Linked DNA regions of Gossypium hirsutum: all the other regions are linked to region 3. A link is a contact called in public Hi-C data. All regions are on one chromosome and are shown on one strand. Each heading gives the region's core, a stretch centred on a gene start, on an enhancer-like site or on the middle of the called end of the contact. The rest is flanking DNA. Distances are from core to core; before and after follow the strand shown. Region 1 holds the start of LOC107949461 (protein YIPF5 homolog). Region 2 holds the start of LOC107949462 (IQ domain-containing protein IQM3). Region 3 has its middle 15 kb from the start of LOC121213523.

Region 1 (4,081 bases), core at 1,361-3,860, 120 kb before region 3:
AGAGTGGTATGTTGGCTAGATTGGGGTGGGTTGCATTATTGCACTATACTGATACTGTATTGGGCTAAGGCCCACACTGTACTGTTACTGATTAGGGCTCAGGCCTGGACTATTTATGCATGTTGTATATTGGCTGATTGATAGGGGTTTACACTGAGTTTTCGTAAACTCACCATTTCCTTTTAACTGTACAGGTAATCCTTAGCCATAGGCGATTTGGCGCTACGAAGGACTCGGAGGTGGCCACACAACTGCAGCTGTTCTACACTTGTTTTTATTTAAATTTAAAGTTTGTGTTGGATTTTGTTTATGTAATAAGACCATTTATGTTTGTTTAAATTTTTAATTGGGCTTTTTCTTACTTATTTTAAACTGCTAGTTTAGGAGAAGACGAATTTTCAAATTAATTACTGTTTTCAAAGACATGAAATTTAAACATTAGAGTTTTCAAAAGCTTCCGCGATTTTAGATCAACCTATTATAAAAATAGTAGATAACAAGGAAAACATTTTGATTAGTTGATTCGTTAAATAATAACAAATGGGTTTTTTTAACTTAGAAACGAAATTTTTACCAACAAGTCCAATTTTCGAAAGATACTTCAATGTGACATACCAGATTCGACCATAACGTCTCGGTCGGGTTTGGGGTGTTAAAAGGAGGATAGAAATTGAAAAGGGAAAAAAAGATCCTATTCAATTCTTATTCGGTGTTGAGTAAAAGGAATGGCTATGCAGTCTTTTCCCTGGATAAGAATGGATTCAATGCAAGTTGTAATAGGCATTACAGCCAACCAAACATTGGTTTGATAGTGGGCCCACCAAATTGGGCTGTAATCTATTCTTATTACACCCAACCAAATATGCTATTAATTTTAAAATTACTTTATCCATTACATCACACGTTTATTATTTATTTATTTATTACAAAAAGAAGGAAAGAAGGAAGCCAAATTCGAATTACCCCTTCTCCATAAGTGTCACTATGGAGCAAGGGTTCAAGGCTCATTGACATTGTCTCAAGTTGAACCAGACCTCTCTCAATATTCTAAATTAAATTCGCCAAGTGATCCATGCAAATATTTCCTTTATGATGAATGTGTCTAACCTCGATCACGCATCTTTCATTTATTAAATTAATAAAATTTATTTATTCATATTTTATTATTATCTGTGATTTATATAACAAATTTAATCATACAAGTACTTATTCATTATTTACAACTTTTACAATTTAGTCATTTTACCTTAATTAATCACTAATTTGACAAAATTACCTATAAAAAATTCAATTAACCTATACAGTAAATCCGTAAATATTTATATTAAATATTTATGAGTTTGGTTTATAGAAATGAGGTCCCATTACATCATTTTCTAACACCACTAACTTTAGGGTCGCTACACTTGTATCTTAACTAACTACCCAATTAGCAAATCCGTTAGACCAAAATTTAATATCATATTATAATTAACTCGTAAATATTAATTGATAATATTTACGGACTGATCATTGGAAAAAGAGACTGAAAATCGGACTATTACAATAGTAGCAAAATTAATAATAAAACAAAAAATTATATAATATCCAAATAATAATAACAAAATTGTAGTACTATAATAGCAAAAAAACAACAAATTGTAGCAGGAAAGAAAATTTAGGTAGATTCGGACCGGGCTGAACTCGGGCCAAAAGAAACTTACCCGAAATTCGACACATTTAGAAAATGAGCCTTATTTTTTGTTGAAGCCCATATTTCGGACCTATATTTTAACCCAAACTTTTCACCTTTTAGGTGAAGCCATGATCAGTTAAGATTTGGTGCTGAAGCATTAGAGATGGGAAAAGAAATAGAAGAAAATCATGAACAATTCCAGGTTGATTTAAATGACGAACAGTGTGGCGATGAAGCATGAGAACACGGTTGAGTAATGGTTTTAAAGAATATTTTTATGAAAATGATGAAGCTGATTTAACGATAGAGCAAGTAAAAGGGATGGAATTTATTCCATTAGCTGGAGCTGAAGGAAAATTTAAAATTTAAGATAATTTATCCACCTGATTTTAACATAAAATTTTTAAATATTAATTGTCATACTTTTAAAAGAAAATTGATCCGCCAAGGATTTAAAGAGTGGGTAGGGGCAGCAAGGGAGTTGTCCCAAGCCCGAATTTCTTTTTAACAAAGATTAAAAAAAAAGTTCTAAAATTTCCTTTTAATGTAAAAAATTATTAAATATTTTTTTTATAATTTACAAAAGAATATTTAATTTTTCTTTTACAAAATTATCAAAACACAATTCAAATTTGTATTAGATTAATTTAATGACTGTTTCTAAAAACTTTTTAATGTAAACTTAGATTAATTTTACTTATTAATCCAAAGATACTTTATTTATAAAATATTATTATCTTTAATTGATTCTAATATCAATTATAATTTTTTAAAATTAATTCTAATACTTAGAGTAAGTAAAAAAATCATAATTTAATTAATACGTATGCATCAGACGGGCAACAAAAACTAGTTAAGAGTTAGGCATAGATTACTCAATACCTATTTATTACAGTTTCAACTGTGTTATCTCATCTCATGTTGTATAAAATAACAAAAGAAAGTGGAAATGTGCAATAATGTAATTTCGCGGGGCAAAACACGTCAACATGTTCATCTCCCGCGGTTGAACACTTCAACCATTTGCAAAAAATCCAGACGAATAGTCCAAAACACCCTTCCATTCACCGCCCAATTTTAACACTATATATTTCCCTTGAGAAGGCAAAAAAAGAAAAAACTTGCCTTGGTGCCCCCACAAAAGAATCGCTATAGCTTCAACAAAAATGAGCAAACAATTCACAGTGCCACCGGTGGTTTTTCCGTCCGGCGGTGGTGTCAACCCCAACGTCGGTAACATCAACCAACGCCGTGTCCCAACGGCTCCTTTCCAGCCCTCTTCCTCCGCCATACCCTTCATGGCCTTCGATATGGGGTCGGTTCCATCATCATCCGGATCCTTGGGCGGCACAATCTCCACGTCAGCCGTATCCGCTTCCGCCTCATTCGAAGACGAAGAACCCCTCCTCGACGAACTGGGCATCCACCCGGACCAAATCTGGCACAAAACGAGATCCATCCTCAATCCTTTCCGGGTCAACCTGGCGGCACATAAAGACTCGGATCTCTCCGGCCCGATCTTCCTCTACTTGTCTTTCTGCTTATTCCAGCTCCTCGGCGGCAAGATCCAGTTCGGCATAATCCTGGGGTGGATCGTGGTCTCCTCGATTTTCCTCTACGTGGTTTTTAACATGTTGGCGGGTCGCAACAACGGCAACCTAGATCTGCACACGTGTACGAGCGTGGTTGGTTACTGTATGTTGCCGGTGGTGATATTATCGGCGGTGTCGCTTTTCATGCCGCAGGGGATCGGTGTGGTGAGGTACGCAACGGCGGGGGTATTCGTGGTTTGGGCCACTAGGTCTTGCGCCAATTTGATGGTGGCGCTTGCTGATGGGGTGGAAGAACACCGTGGGCTGATCGCGTATGCTTGTTTCTTGATCTACGCATTATTTTCGCTTCTGGTCATATTTTAATTCAAACTGATATTTATAGTAAAGATGCTGTTTTTGAAATTTGATATCTAAAATGCTACAGAATTGCACACTCTTTGGTTTCTGAAAATGAATGACATTTGGATCAACTCTCACTTCATCATCAATTTAATACATATTAAATTTTGAAATATATTTGAATACATACATTGTCCATCTCCATGCTTACTTCAACTCATTGTATGATTCTTAAAATTTATTAAATTTGTCCATATTTAAAATTAACTAATAAATTATCGATTCAGTTGGATACGAGTATTGCTGTCAACATTGTAGGACGTAATTGTATTGTTCTCCCATTTATAGATTGGGAGGATTATAAATAATTTTAAATATTTTGTCAAAAAAAACAAGTTACTAAAAAAAACCTAATAAATTTCATTTTACCCCACTAATAATATTTTATAATATTTAAGTGATTATTTAAAAAGTATTTTTATTTTTATTCTTTATTCATCACTATCAGTGAAAA
Region 2 (4,035 bases), core at 77-2,576, 83 kb before region 3:
GCTGTTTACAACAACAGGGAATTAACAATTTCATTCAATCTTATTTGGAAAAAGAGATTGAATCTAACATATGAATTTGCATACATACAGGTCCAAGATACTTGATCAATTGTTTTTGAAGATTCGATCTTGAACATTCTTCGAGATCGACATCTTTGCCATCCCCTATATCTAACCTGTAGGAAACAAAATAAGAAAGAAAGGAAAAAGGTGAAATCATTGTTTTTGTCCTAGTACTATGCTCAATTTGAAGATTTAGTCCATCCACTTTAATTTGGTCTTCCTACCAAAATTAATAGAATGAGAAAAATGTTTGGGGTTTACCAATAGAAAAATGGTTGACCAGCATCAGTTTTACACCATTCATCGTAGTAAATATGTAAGTTATGGCCGTAACGGTGTCGTGGATCAATCTACAGTTGAAAAAAAAGTGTTCGATTCAACTAATAAAATTATCCAATATATTTTTTTAATCTTTTTAATAAAAAGATTAAGAAGAGTAAATTACAGCTTCAATCCAATGTTGAAAAGCCAATTTTTGTGCTTTGGCGTCTATGGACAACCCTTTCCCGACCTGACAAAATTCCCAACTTAATTATTTATGAAAATTAACCAAAAAATTAAAAAGAAGAAGAAAATACCTTAGAAGCATTTAAGCGAACGCGATTCCACCTTGAAGCAGCAGTTTCTGGTTTCAAATAATTAAAAAAGGAAATTGTGCTGTGATTAAGCCTTGCATAGTTTAAAGCCAGCCACCTGAAAATAATAAAAATATTTACTATTAGTATTAAATAATATATATTTTTTTAAGACAGACAAAGATTTTGCGGAAGAAACTACCAGAGTTCTTCAGCGACAACAGCAGAGTCTGCTAACCTACGCCGTGTCCGGTAACTCCTATACACCTTCTGGACCTTAACGGCAGCGTTGGAATGAGAAGAACCGCCACCGCGCGTCTGATTCGAACCCGGAGAATCTCGGCCGTCGGATAACGGCTCCAGCAGCATTTTCAAACCACCACCATTAACCACCGTCGGGAAATCCGATTCGCTAGCTTGGTTCGGACTATCCACAGATACAAATTCGGATTCCCCAAGTAAGCCGACGTTCGTAATGTCGGTGGAGGAAATGTTATAAAACGGAGACTTTGACTGGAGGTCGAAATTCGAAACAGCTGCTTGATTTTCGATTATTTCCATTGTTTTTCTTGGTAGCCAAATTTGAAGGAGTTTTCGAAAGAGAGAATCTTGGGGTCGTTGGTTTTTGAGAGAATACTTAAAAGAAAAAACCGGAGCCAAGGACTTAGAAAATCGCCGGGAAACCCACTTGTAGATTTTTATATGTATTCCACTTGGATTACGAGTAAGTAAAGTGCGTGTGTGTTACGCGCTGAGGTTGAGAGTGAGATTTTGTGTAACTCGCTCGAGACAAAACAAACTAGTGACCAAGCATCCTCAAAAGTAAAATCATTTATCATAAATCATAAATCTGGCTTTAACAGTCTTTGAGTAAGGATTTTTGTGATTTTATTATTATTATTATTATTATTATTGAATTTTGTTAATCTAATTGAAATAAAATTTGGGTGCCATAAATCTATTTTAGTTAAACTAAAAAATATAAACAAATAAATTCAACATTGATTAAATTTTAAATAAGGATATATATATTTTAAAACTATTTCAAAGTAAAATAAGAGTGTGTTCACATGGGGAACTTTCAAAATTTTAAAGCTAAATTTACTTATTTGTATAAATATAAGTTCTAAAATTTATGTAAATAAGCAGTATTTTTTCAAAATTTCTTATTATTTTATTTTATTTAATACAGATGATCACATTATAAGATAAAAAACTTCAATTTCAAAAATTATTTTTATTTGATTCTAATGTATGTTTTTAAACTTTCATTTTATTAAAATTATTTATAATTTTTTACAAATATAATGATATCCATATTGAATACTTTATATTATTTATTTCTAATATAATTCTTCTTCTTTTATAATTACTTTTTGATTTGCAAAACAAGATATTTTATAGTTTTTTCTAATTTTATATTTACTTTGTAAAATAATGATATTTTAATCATTATTCAACTGAGTTAGTGTTTGACTGACTCATGACACCAAACTCAACCAAAGACTTAATATATAATATAGAATAGATAAATTTGGGGGTAAATTAATGAAATATGATGAATTTTTTTAATATTTAAGTAAATAGCTTGTTTTTTTATTTACCAGGATATGTTGTTTTTGGAGAGAGAAATGAAAACGCATCATGTAGGACGCGTTTTTAGGAGAGAGAAATGAAAACGAGAGAAAAATGAAAACGCGTCCTGAAGAACGTGTTTTTAGGAGAGAAAAATGAAAACGCGTCCTGCAGGGCGCATTTTCTCTTTGACCATTTTCAACCCCAAGTATAACCTTAATTTTTTCCTCTGAAGCCGAGATTCCAAGGATAATTTTCAAACACTACAACCTGGGAATCCCGGGATAAAATTGCAAAACATGGTTTTTTTTCTCCCCGCCCCCTCACCTATGTAAATGGGAGTTTCCATCACCCTACTCCATCATCTCTCTTGCCCATTGTCTCCTTTAAATTGTTTTTTTCATTTTTCTTGTGTGTTGAAATTTTCGGGTTTAAATATTTCTTTTTCTTTTTCTTTGAGGGAGACATAATCATAGTTTTAAGTTGTGTTTGGGTTCATGGTGATGCCATAGAGCTCAGTGACCTAAAAATTTCACCTGTCGTATGAGGATGGAGCCATTACTTAAGAAGTCGGGATTGCATTGCAACTCAAGGTCCTAGTTGACAGTGACTATACGGTCATGAGTTGTAGTGTAACTAGGGTTTCAAGTTTACAAAGGTTATACTGTCAAGGGATAGAGTATAGCTAGGGGACCTAGTTGGCGGTGGTTATACGGGCACGACAACAAGTTTCACCTTATCAGAGGAAGATGCCCTAGTGAAAAGCACAAGGGCCTTTCAATATACTCAACTTACCCATTTTCTCCACCAAAGATGCTAAACTCATTACATTAACCTATAATAGAGTTGGCGACAATAAGGTTTCCAGCGGGGAGGAGTTGTTGTGTGGTGTAGAAAATATGAAATGCAAATCGGGTCGATAACGATTGCTTGGTGAAACCCAAATTCTTTTGGGTCAATCATTAGTTCCTATAATTTTGGTCCCCTTGGGTATTCATTTAGAAAAGATGTCATTGTTTATAGTAGTACTAAGTCCTTTAGGGACCCATACATTTCTAATAAGTTTTCCCTTATAGATTTTTTAGGGACCTCTATGTTTATAGTAATTAAAGCTAGATTTAACAAAGTTTGGCTTTGAATTTTCTCCCTTTTCAAATATTTTTGGAGAAACTTTGTTAGATAAAGCCTTTTCTTTTTCAAGCAACTCAAGTTGCTTTTAATGATCCTCATTGTCACACTCGATTTTCATTAAGCCCAAAAATTAGGAATAATTAGGGGTCAAATTGAAAGAAACCGTAAGTTGGTGGTTTCTACTAAAAAGTTAGAAAAATTTAGCGGTTAATTTGGATATAGTTAAGTTCCAATTCTAGTTCAGTTGGATGAGAACCAACTGGTTTGTAAATGGAAGACAAAATAATTACCAATGGATGATTTTTATAGGGTCGGTAACCGTACATAAAGTGCTATAAATAGCTGAGAAATGAATTCCTAGGTGAATTCTTCTCAATTCTGTTTAATTTTCTTCTTTTCTTCATATTCTTCTTGGTTGTTCCGAAGAAGAGTTAATTACAGGAAGCTCTGCATGGAGCGATGATCATGGGGTTTGTGTTTGAAAAATAGAGAATCTAGTGAGTTGGAGAATAGAAGCTCTGATGTTCGGAAAAGCTAAGCTGATAAGGCAAAGATGCATCAGGTGAGTTTCTTTACTCCATACATCGGTGTGCTTTGAATGTTATATGACTGGTATAATCTTTGCTGTTTGAGAATGCCTTGTATGCATAAGAGTGAGTAGGTATATGAGTATCCACAAGTGTGTCAATAT
Region 3 (3,795 bases), core at 958-3,457:
AGTGGGTTCTCATATATATACATATCTCGCACTTAGTATTTAACCAATGTGGGATCTACGCTTTTCTTTTCCTCAACAAATATTCACAAGTAGCTTACTTTGAGTATCAATTTCTCATTTATCACTCAACTATTTTGAGCATATGATATACCGTTGTAAAGGCCTCATGGAGTAGAATACAAAACCATAATTTTATGATTCAACTCTTCACCTTTACCAATCGAAAATATGCCTCAAAGTTTTCAAAAATTACATATTTTCCAACAAAACATGTCTTTCAAATATTTCCTAGATAAATAACATAATAATAAATATTATAGTTTTAAAAATTGTATAATCAAATTACATATTTATTTAAATTAATAAATTTTATATTAAAAACATTATCACATTATTAATACTTGTAATATAGATTTTTTTAATCAGATAAATAACTTAGATAAACTAATAATATTGCCAAAAATAACTTATACTATTCTACATTACTCATTTTTCATATTTTTTGAGTTCGATTTTCACGTTGAGTAGTTTTGCATTTAGCAGTACAAAGTTGAAGCTAATCAAATCCATCTTAAATTACCTATTCTACATTTGAAGTTTAGTCATTTATTCTGTATCTCTAAATTTAGTGTTTTTTTTAATTCCTAATCATATTTTTCAATTAGTAGGTGGTTGACGTATCATCGCAACAAACATCCTACTTCTATTAAAAGGCTTAGCATTTCCCATCTATTTTTTTATTTCTATTCTATAATCTCACACGCTCTTCAACTTAAATACTTTTTCTAGTCTTTTTATACCTAAATTTCTATTCACCCTCTACTTCTTATAATATAGAAAATTATTTCTAAAATAAATCATAAATGTCATATAGCACTTAGAGTTGAAATAGCTAGGAAAACTACTCCTAGTCGCCCTCTACTTCCTATAATATAAATTATTTCTATTCACCCTCTACTTCTTATAATATAAAAAATTATTTCTAAAAGAAATCATAAATGTCCAACTTGTTAAGGCAATAATCAAATTGTTTCTTTCCTAATGTTTTTTGTAAATATATCTGCTAGCTGATCTGTAGTAGAGACATACGAAAGAGAAATAAGATTCTCTTAAATTGCATCCCGAATAAAATGACAATTCACCTCAATATACTTTGTATATTCGTGATTAATAGAATTATGAGCAAAGAACAGACTAATTGTGACAAAGGAATAGATTCATTATATTATTAATGTGTAGTTTTTTCACATTAAAACCTAATTAAAACAAACAGTTTCATTGGTAGTGATATATATTTGTTTAATATTGTGGTTTTAAAAAAATTAAAATTTATTAAATATTCATAATTATTATTATATAAAACTTGGAATTTTTAAATCTTTCGTGCATTGCACAACCAAGAAAAGTGATATATATAACACATTCCATTTGCTAAAAGTTTCTTAGAGTAATAATATAAATTATAATATATTATTTGAGAATCAATTTTACCAAGTAAATTATTTTAAATATCAATATAATTAATTTATAATATACCATATTTTTATAATAAAATTACATAAAGCAATTGGTTTTATATAACAAATTAATGTTATATCATTTCGATGCAAACAAATAACCATAAAAATATGGATTTTAATTAAAATATACTTAAAATTATTATATTACAAAAAAAAGTTTAATTTAAATTAATATTAAATTAGTAATTTATATTGAGGTTTAGACCTTGAAATTACCTAAATATAATCAAGGTTTTCATAATCAAATTGGTTAGACCATCAATTTTTTGGTTCAATTGAATAAATTATTAAAAATTTAAAAATTAAAACAATAAAAATAGAGAAAAACCGATTTAATCAATTTTTTAGCTCAATTCAACCAATTTGTGATTCAATCTATCCAACCCCTTATTCCAAATTGAAACCACGACTAATTCTTGATCTAACCAGTCCGACCAAATAATTTAATATAATTCAAAATACTGAATATAATTACATTTAATGCAAAATAATTTAAACTCGAATCTAAAATAATTTAAACACCTAAAATTTTAAACTTTAAATGAAAAAAAAAACCTAAACTCAAAATAACCTAACATAAACCTATCAAATCAGTCCATTGCCACCTCAACTCATGGATAGAATGTTGGATTAAGGAAAAGGAAGAGATTTTATAAATATAAGCTGGGTACACGGTCCAGCCCATTTAAATTGTAGCCTATAAGTTCTCAAAATACCTTTTTCTTCAGCTAAGGGCCAGCTTACAATTACACACTAACAAATTGCATTATATACCAAAAATACCTTTGGAAACCATGTAGTTAATATATATATATATATATGTATGTATGAGTTTAAAAATAAATTAATAATGATATATATACAATCTATATTGAATTAAAATAAAAAATTAATTTAAATTATAAGTAAAAAAAAACTTTAAATACCTAAACATATCATATTATAAATATTAAATACAATCTAATTGTTCATCATCATTTTTTTATTTTTTATAACATGTTAAAATGTTATCATGTTGGTCAAAGGAAAATTCAATATTGAGTCGATTTGTGGCACCAACTTAATCGCAGATATTATGTATACTAATTTTTGTTACACCCATGATGTAAGTGAAAGAAAAACATAATATTAAAATTATAATTATAAAAAAAAATGGGATGAAGTTCAAAACTGCACATGAACTTTGGTTCAATGTGCAATGCTATAGGTGAACTATAATTTTGTACAAATTTATACATTAAATGTTTATTTGATTCAAATTTCACAATTTACTAATACAACTATAGATATAACATCATTTTAAACAAATAGTTATATTTATTTAATACAAAAATAAAATTAATATACTTATTTCTTTAAATTGTAAAATTAGATCAAAATCGGAGTTTCATATATACATTTGAACTACAATAAAATAATTAAAGTTTGTGCATCAAAATTGTACTTGAACCAAAATTCATGTAGAATTTTGATACTTCTCCCTAAAAAATATCAATAATTGAGTTATAGATGAAATGGTAAAATACTTATTGTAAACATTGTTTAGGCTTAGGTACATTCTTACACATTACATTAAATTATTCAAAAAATTTATAAAAAAATTATATAGATATCGGTAAGGATTTCATACAAGAAAAATTAAGAACCTGTCAAATATATTTAATTTACATTAAAAAAATAAAAATTAAAAAATAAAAGAATACATGACCTGCTTGTAGAGTTGTTTAGTTCAATTGCAAATGTACCCTACAATAATCTTTTGGTTAAATGAAATAATTTCAGTTTTAGTCTCTCCCAGTTATAAGTATTCAATTTAAATCCTTTTAAAACAGAAAAATTACCCCAAGCACATTAAAATTCTAAAATTTTATTATCCACAAAAGGAGATGTGTAGTACAAAGCCAGTTTCAATCAAAGCATCCTTGTTGATTTGTGTAGCTAAGGCAGCCATTACAGGCCGGCACGACGCCACCATTGTCATCACTCTCTCTATACCAAATGTTTGTGGTGGGCAATCATTTGAAGGAGACAAGGCCTGACTTCGGCAGGCACCGGTGGGGTTAATCATCAACCAAATTTCATTAATTTAAATAAATAAATTACACTTACCTGTCCAACAAGCTCAGATACATTTGAATAATCTCTTCAAAGAGTTTAAGAAACCTCCTTTGATGTTTCCCTTCACGTACTGCATATAATATGCATGAACCTCACATCATTATTCTAACCAATTGCACATGTTTTTTTTCCTTTTTCCTTTATTTATTTATTTATT

What was found. Hi-C and Micro-C count contacts between places; a contact is called where the count stands out from the background.
Region 1: a contact with region 3 is called in a Hi-C map of leaf, with 2.8 times the contacts expected there. The contact joins the promoter of LOC107949461 here to the enhancer-like site in region 3. A contact is called at or near these places in 6 of 34 Hi-C or Micro-C datasets (callus, hypocotyl and leaf).
Region 2: a contact with region 3 is called in a Hi-C map of leaf, with 3 times the contacts expected there. The contact joins the promoter of LOC107949462 here to the enhancer-like site in region 3. A contact is called at or near these places in 8 of 34 Hi-C or Micro-C datasets (callus, leaf and petal).

Annotation. Positions count from the first base shown.
Region 1 is chrD01:32,824,254-32,828,334 of Gossypium_hirsutum_v2.1, forward strand. It overlaps LOC107949461 (protein YIPF5 homolog), which reads left to right and starts at 2,611. Exons shown (of 1, transcript XM_016884114.2): 1 at 2,611-3,698. The coding sequence starts at 2,842. The coding sequence ends at 3,591.
Region 2 is chrD01:32,865,548-32,869,582 of Gossypium_hirsutum_v2.1, forward strand. LOC107949462 (IQ domain-containing protein IQM3) reads right to left here and starts at 1,327. Exons shown (of 9, transcript XM_016884115.2): 1 at 841-1,327; 2 at 642-756; 3 at 509-574; 4 at 325-413; 5 at 89-176; 6 at 1. The coding sequence starts at 1,199.
Region 3 is chrD01:32,948,009-32,951,803 of Gossypium_hirsutum_v2.1, forward strand. No RefSeq gene overlaps it. Among protein-coding and RNA genes, the nearest start is that of LOC121213523, 15 kb to the right of the region's middle. Within about 2 kb of position 2,208, at least 1 of the 9 cell types and tissues checked has an H3K27ac peak or open chromatin away from gene starts, as enhancers often do. A contact at or near this core is called in leaf, where this site is marked.